2 separate regions of the Mus musculus genome follow, and region 1 is linked to region 2. A link is a contact called in public Hi-C data. All regions are on one chromosome and are shown on one strand. The core of a region is the stretch at or near the end of the contact, and the rest is flanking DNA. Distances in the headings are between cores, read along the strand shown.

Region 1 (2,933 bases), core at 119-2,618, 110 kb before region 2:
ACCAACCTTTTAGAAAATTATGGCCAGGTTTATTGCTTTTGTTTGTTTCTTTGTTTGCTTGACTGGTTGGTTGGTTGGTTAGTAGTATCTTAAAAGTTTTAATGACTAAAGTTTGTATCATATATGCTTGGAAATAAGTATTTATTGTGGAATGGCTGATCCAGCTAATTAGCATATCCATTACCTTGAGGGGAGAGCATGTGGAATACCTAAACTCCACTCTCGGCAATTTTTTTGAAAGTGGACAACCACTGTAGGTTAAAGGAGGCTTAGAAGACTTAAGATGCCATGCGAGAGCTCAGATAAAGAAAACTAAAAGCAGACAAAAACATTCGGAGCAAGCCTGGAGAGCTGGCTCAGGGGTTGAAAGCACACAGGAGCCCGGGGACTTGTTCCCAGCTCCCAGCTGTTGGCTCCCAGCTGTGAGTAGTTATAGGGATTTGAGGTGCTCATCTGGTTCCCCTGGAGACCAAGCACACACATGGTGCACCCTCACAACACCCAGGCACATACAATAAAAATAATTAACCTTATGCTAAATGGTCTTTAACAATCATTCTTTTCTTATTTGAGACTATTACAGGTTATGTGGCTTTTATCTGAATTCTTGGAACCAGAAGTCGATTTGGGGGAAAGGGAAGCGTTAGAATAATATATGAATAGGCTTCTCTAGATGAGACTCTGTGTCCAAAAACCCAGCATCTAAATGTTCCAAAGTCTGCCAGTCTTCAAACTCCATGTTTGCGTCCAGCCTGTCTCAGACCTGCAGCTAACACTGAACTTCACATTTCTTCTAATGGCGGGGCAGCCTGTGTTTCCATCAGGCTGACGTAGTGTTTAAGGATAGTAATCGTGCCTAGAAATTTTATATGTTTCAGTGAAGACACATGCGTGCATACATACATATATATGTACACATATTTTTACAGAGAGAAAGGGAAAGGAGAGAAGGAGGGAGGTGCAGGAGAGATCGAGAATACTAATTAGCAGTGGCTAACGAAAGGGGAAGGGAGTTAGGTAAACATATTTTCCTTCCATAGAATTGAGATTTTTTTCTTTAAATGAATTAGCACATACATGTTGACTTATTAGCTATCCTAGGGCAATCAACACTCCGAGATAGGTTTCATGTAAAGTGTTTGTGATGAAGGTAATTGAGCACAGTCAGGAAAAATAGAATGAATGAAAAGAAGCAGTGTGGATACTTGCAACCTGCTCACTGAGCTGAGCTCATTCCGACCTGAAGCTAACTCCTGTCCAGGCTGATGAAGCCCTCACTCCACCTCACAGACCTGAGTGCAGGTGACACTGTTCATGACACAGCCAACCTCCCAGTCCTCAGCTCTCCTCTTGTGCTTTCCTTCTTATCCCACTGCTGCTGCTGGACCAGGGGACCATCTGTGACGACAAGATAGAGACCAGCTGAGCTCTTCTGCAATCAGCTATAGTTTTGTCAAACTGCCCCAGCTGGGCACGAGACACCCACGTCATCTTCAGAGTGCTCCCACGTATGATGGTGATATTGTTGCCCTCATAAGGAGTAATGCAGTCTGGTTTGGCCATGACACCCATCCTAAGAGCCAGTCCCTAGCTCCTTCACATATTCCTCAAAGCTTTGGCTTTCCGACAGGCAGCCACTTCCCCTTGAGACACTTAATGCTGGCCGTGGCAGGCAGGCAGGCAGACAAGCACAAAAAAACAAAAAACAACAATAACAACAGCAAAAACAAAAAAACGAACAAAAAACAAACAAAAAACAACAACAACAACAACAACAACAACAACAAAAACAAAACAGCAAACCAGCAACAGGGAATTGAGAAGTTTTAATTAGAAAGTTGTGTGGGGGGAAAGCTATGGAGTAATATGGTAAGACAGCTGACTTCTCTTCCAGAGACTTGGAAGACTTTGAGATCATGTTATTTGCTGCCTTTCTAGCTATATGCTTTTCAGAAGAGTCAACAAACCAGCTGTATCTCCCAATGGCCTTTAAAAACTATGATTTAATGTCAGCTAAGGATTTTCTTACCCAATGTGAGCTGTGGTCAGCTGAAATGAGTGTAAGCTGTCCCACAGCCTGTAGCCAGATGCCTTCCCCCCACAGGATCCTCTCCAGCAGACTCAGGGAATGCTCACAGTCGGAGCCCAACATGTGGGGAACAGAGAGGCTGAGAACAACAGCCAGTTAGCATCTGGCAGCAGCATCCTGCTGCAATTAAAGTCTCAGAATGGAGATGAGGGATCAGTGCCTCCTTGGTGGCAGAGCCCAGCAGCTGTCTACACGGCAAGGTGAGGAGGGAAAGAGCTGCCCACCTCCATAGCAAGCATGGCATACCCCAGCCTCAGGGTGCTCTTCCACATGGCACTGTGCTTTGGCTTGTCTTCCTGCAATGCTCCGTGCTTCCTATCTTGTCTCAGAGTTTTGAGTTTTGTCTCCTAATGGAAACCGTAGTAGGAAAAGCACCAGGTCGTACTAACCCTACACGATTGAGTAGTATCAACATTGGATACTCGGTTATGATGTCATGTCACATGCCTCCCTAAGGAGGCCATTGGAAATGGACTTTCATTGCCAGCTGCCTTCATCTTTTCCCTATATTCTATGTGTGTGGATCCTACAGCTCAGCCTACATTAGGAATCTTCCATTGAAACTGAAACTTCATGGGCCACCTCCTCTTGATGCCACTGTACTCACCCAACCAACTGCACTGGTAATATCCCTCTTTCACACAAAATACACACACTGACAAGTTATGCCATTGGGACTTAGTTTGTCTCTTTCAAAAGCTAGCAGCACCCATCACAGCCACATAAAGAACCAAGATAGCCTGGTCCAAATATGCCACGTACTTTATCCAACAGAGTTTTGAGTTTGATAGAAAAGTAATTATAAGAAAGGTGGCCATGATGGATAGACAACATGTGGGGAAAA
Region 2 (2,920 bases), core at 305-2,804:
CTTCGTTGTGACGAGTTAAGGTTCATTTTCTTTATCTCTACTTTTGTGTTATTTTTATGTAGCTTAGAAAAATCACAATACTATTTAAAATGAAACCATGAAAGACTGAGCAAATCAGTATTGTGGAGCTTCAAACAGTTTCCTCAGGTGAACACTGTGGCCAGCTCTGCACAGGCTGGGCTGTGGCGTGCATCTCTGTGTGACATGGCTACCTGTGGCCTGGCATGTTGCATTTTCTAATTTCTGGGTTCCATCCATTCTACCTCCTCTTTGCTCTCTCTCAGCATTTCCACTGGATTGCATTGCTTGTGTGCCTTTCTAGGGATGATGTCACACAGAAACTACCCTGCTCCAGCCACACCATCCAGTCTCCTGCCTTCTCCACAGCACCCAGACGCCTCTCCCACTGCACAGCTTCTCCCACTGCACAGCTTCTCCCACTGCACAGCTTCTCCCACTACACAGCTTCTCCCTCCATAAAGCTTCTCCCACTGCATAACTTCTCCTACCTCACAGCTTCTCCCACCACATAGCTTCTCCCACCTCACAGCTTCTCCCACTGCACAGCTTCTCCCGCTGCACAGCTTCTCCCTCCATAAAGCTTCTCCCACTGAACAGCTTCTCCCTCCATAAAGCTTCTCCCACTGCATAACTTCTCCTACCTCACAGCTTCTCCCACCACATAGCTTCTCCCACCTCACAGCTTCTCCCACTGCACAGCTTCTCCCACTACATAGCTTCTCTCACTGCACAACTTCTTTCCTTCTAGTTTGCTACATTTTCTGAAATCTCTCTAGATTTGTCTATTTGTAACTCATTATTTATGCAAGCGTATTTTATATGACTGTGTATTATATAATTACACTATGACATGTATATAAACCATGTAATTCTCTACAGAGCTCTGGGTTGGAATACCCTGAGATATTGATCACTTAAACAACCTGCTAGTTATTAATGCTTCTAAACTATAACATCCCGAACCTCAGAACTAGTGATGTACTCTGTAAGTAGGGTGGTTTCAATACCTACCAAACAACCATAAAGAAAAACCACTACCTTTGTCATAAGCCGTAGAAGCACCCGACAACAGCCTCTTCCCCTTCTCTGTGTGAGACCATATGATCTGAGAGCTGAGTCCCTGGGGAAGGCACCCATGAATGAGTTCCCTAAGTTATTTCTGTGAATCCATTAAAGAGCTTTTCTAATAGTCTGACTAGTGCCATCTAGAAAGTGCCTCATTAATGTGTGTGTGCCTGTGTGTGGGCACAGGTGTACATGTGTGCATGCATGAAAATAGGTCTTACCTATTGTAGAAGATGTGCAAAGATTTGAAGAATTGAGGAAAGAATAAGAGTCATTGTCTAACCTAAGCCACATGTATGATCATGTGTGTATAATGCTTATATCCTTAGTAGGCATAGAAGGTGGTTGGCATTCTGCATCCCTAAAAATTCATATAAATGCAGAAAGGCCAGTTCCCCTTACTGAGATGTGTGCCCTCCAGATCTGAGGCATTGGGGACAGTCCCTCCCCCTGGAGTGAGGAATTGTGGGAGTCTGTGTACACACCACAGAGATTCTCAGCAGTGCTTTCCAAAGAGCATAAAAAAGAGCCGGTAATGATCCCGCTCATTGTTTCGCAACAGTGTTTGCATATAAAATGGTGTTAACGGCGCTTCAAAACTGTTTATGGGCTTTGCTCTTAAGTAAGTTAAACTTTTCCTTTATTTACACTATAAATTTGCTGAGCCAGCCCTTTCCAAATCGAAGCTAGCATTCTGTCCGCCATTACCACCACCGCCACACACAGACTCAGCCCCTCTAATCCTCTCAGCGATTCCCAGTTATAATTAACTCCAAGCAAAGATAAACACCAAATCTCCCAGCTAACGAGGCAGCCCCTCTGCAGCTGCTCCCCATTATGGGACACTGACAGTGGAGAGAACAAGCCAGACTACATAGGCACTTCCCAGGCAAACTAACTCACTGTCTCTCTCTCTGTCTCTCTCTCTCTCTGTGTGTGTCTCTCTCTGTCTCTCTGTCTCTGTCTCTGTCTCTCTCTCTCTCTCTCTCTCTCTCTCTCTGTTTTTGCCATTTATTCAAGAAATACATATTTAACCACCACATGCCTGGTCCTGAGCCAGGCTGGAATCCCTCCTTCCACATACGTTTACCAAATGCTTCCTAGAAAGGCGATGCTGTCGTAAATGTCACAGAGCAAACAGGGAAGCAGAGAGGTTGGTGCTAGAGCTGCGGAGCAGACTGAGCAGCCACTGAGAGCATGGTGTAGCACGCTCTCTGCAGAGAGATATCATGGTGTAGAGTGCTCACTACAGAGAGATGCTAGAGCCAGAAAACAGCAAAGAGGACGATAGCGCCGGCCAAGAGCTTCAGGTTTCAGAATGTGATCCAGGAGGTCCTTCTGGGAGGGCACGATGCAGGCCAGAACCTGAAGCAAAGGATGAAGTATCCACTGTGGGCAGTGAATGCCAGGTGAGAGCAGGAGGCCAGTGTGGCCAGAGCAGAGAGGTGGGAGGGAAATTTCAGGCATGAGACACTGGGCTGGCTACAGCGACAAACCTGACAGGCTCTCTACTCTTTCGAACCCAACAGTCGCAGGGCAGGAGTTGGGGGAGCCGTGGAAGAAATTAAATGATTTTATCTGATTACCCAGGGGAGCGGGATATACTTTAAGGGCATATCCAATGGTACATGATTCAGTTGAAACTTGAACTGTGGAGACCGACTTATTTGGAGATGTGGGGGAAGGCCTCTCTGAAGATGTAGCACAGAACATTACAGGATAGATCGGTAACAACCCTATTATACTGCCACAATGAGTATGAGGAACTGAGGAAAAGTTGGTGGTTGGAATGGGAAAGTGAGGGTTAAACGATATGGGTGAGTGGGGGGTCCAA

The links. A called contact is a pair of places that touch in the nucleus more often than the background predicts.
Region 1: a Hi-C map of uterus shows a contact between it and region 2, with 2.9 times the contacts expected there. The contact joins two enhancer-like sites. A contact is called at or near these places in 8 of 484 Hi-C or Micro-C datasets (cortical neurons, liver, nephron progenitors and 1 more) and 1 of 115 datasets of contacts at active chromatin or transcription factors (fibro-adipogenic progenitors).

What each region holds. Positions count from the first base shown.
Region 1 is chr17:66,860,971-66,863,903 of GRCm38.p6, reverse strand. The region is part of intron 14 of Ptprm (protein tyrosine phosphatase, receptor type, M); the gene reads left to right. It also overlaps the pseudogene LOC115488805. Among named protein-coding and RNA genes, the nearest start is that of 1700016K05Rik, 150 kb to the right of the region's middle. Within about 2 kb of position 1,368, at least 9 of the 459 cell types and tissues checked have an H3K27ac peak or open chromatin away from gene starts, as enhancers often do. A contact at or near this core is called in uterus, where this site is marked.
Region 2 is chr17:66,756,070-66,758,989 of GRCm38.p6, reverse strand. The region is part of intron 18 of Ptprm (protein tyrosine phosphatase, receptor type, M); the gene reads left to right. Among named protein-coding and RNA genes, the nearest start is that of 1700016K05Rik, 43 kb to the right of the region's middle. Within about 2 kb of position 1,554, at least 28 of the 459 cell types and tissues checked have an H3K27ac peak or open chromatin away from gene starts, as enhancers often do. A contact at or near this core is called in uterus, where this site is marked.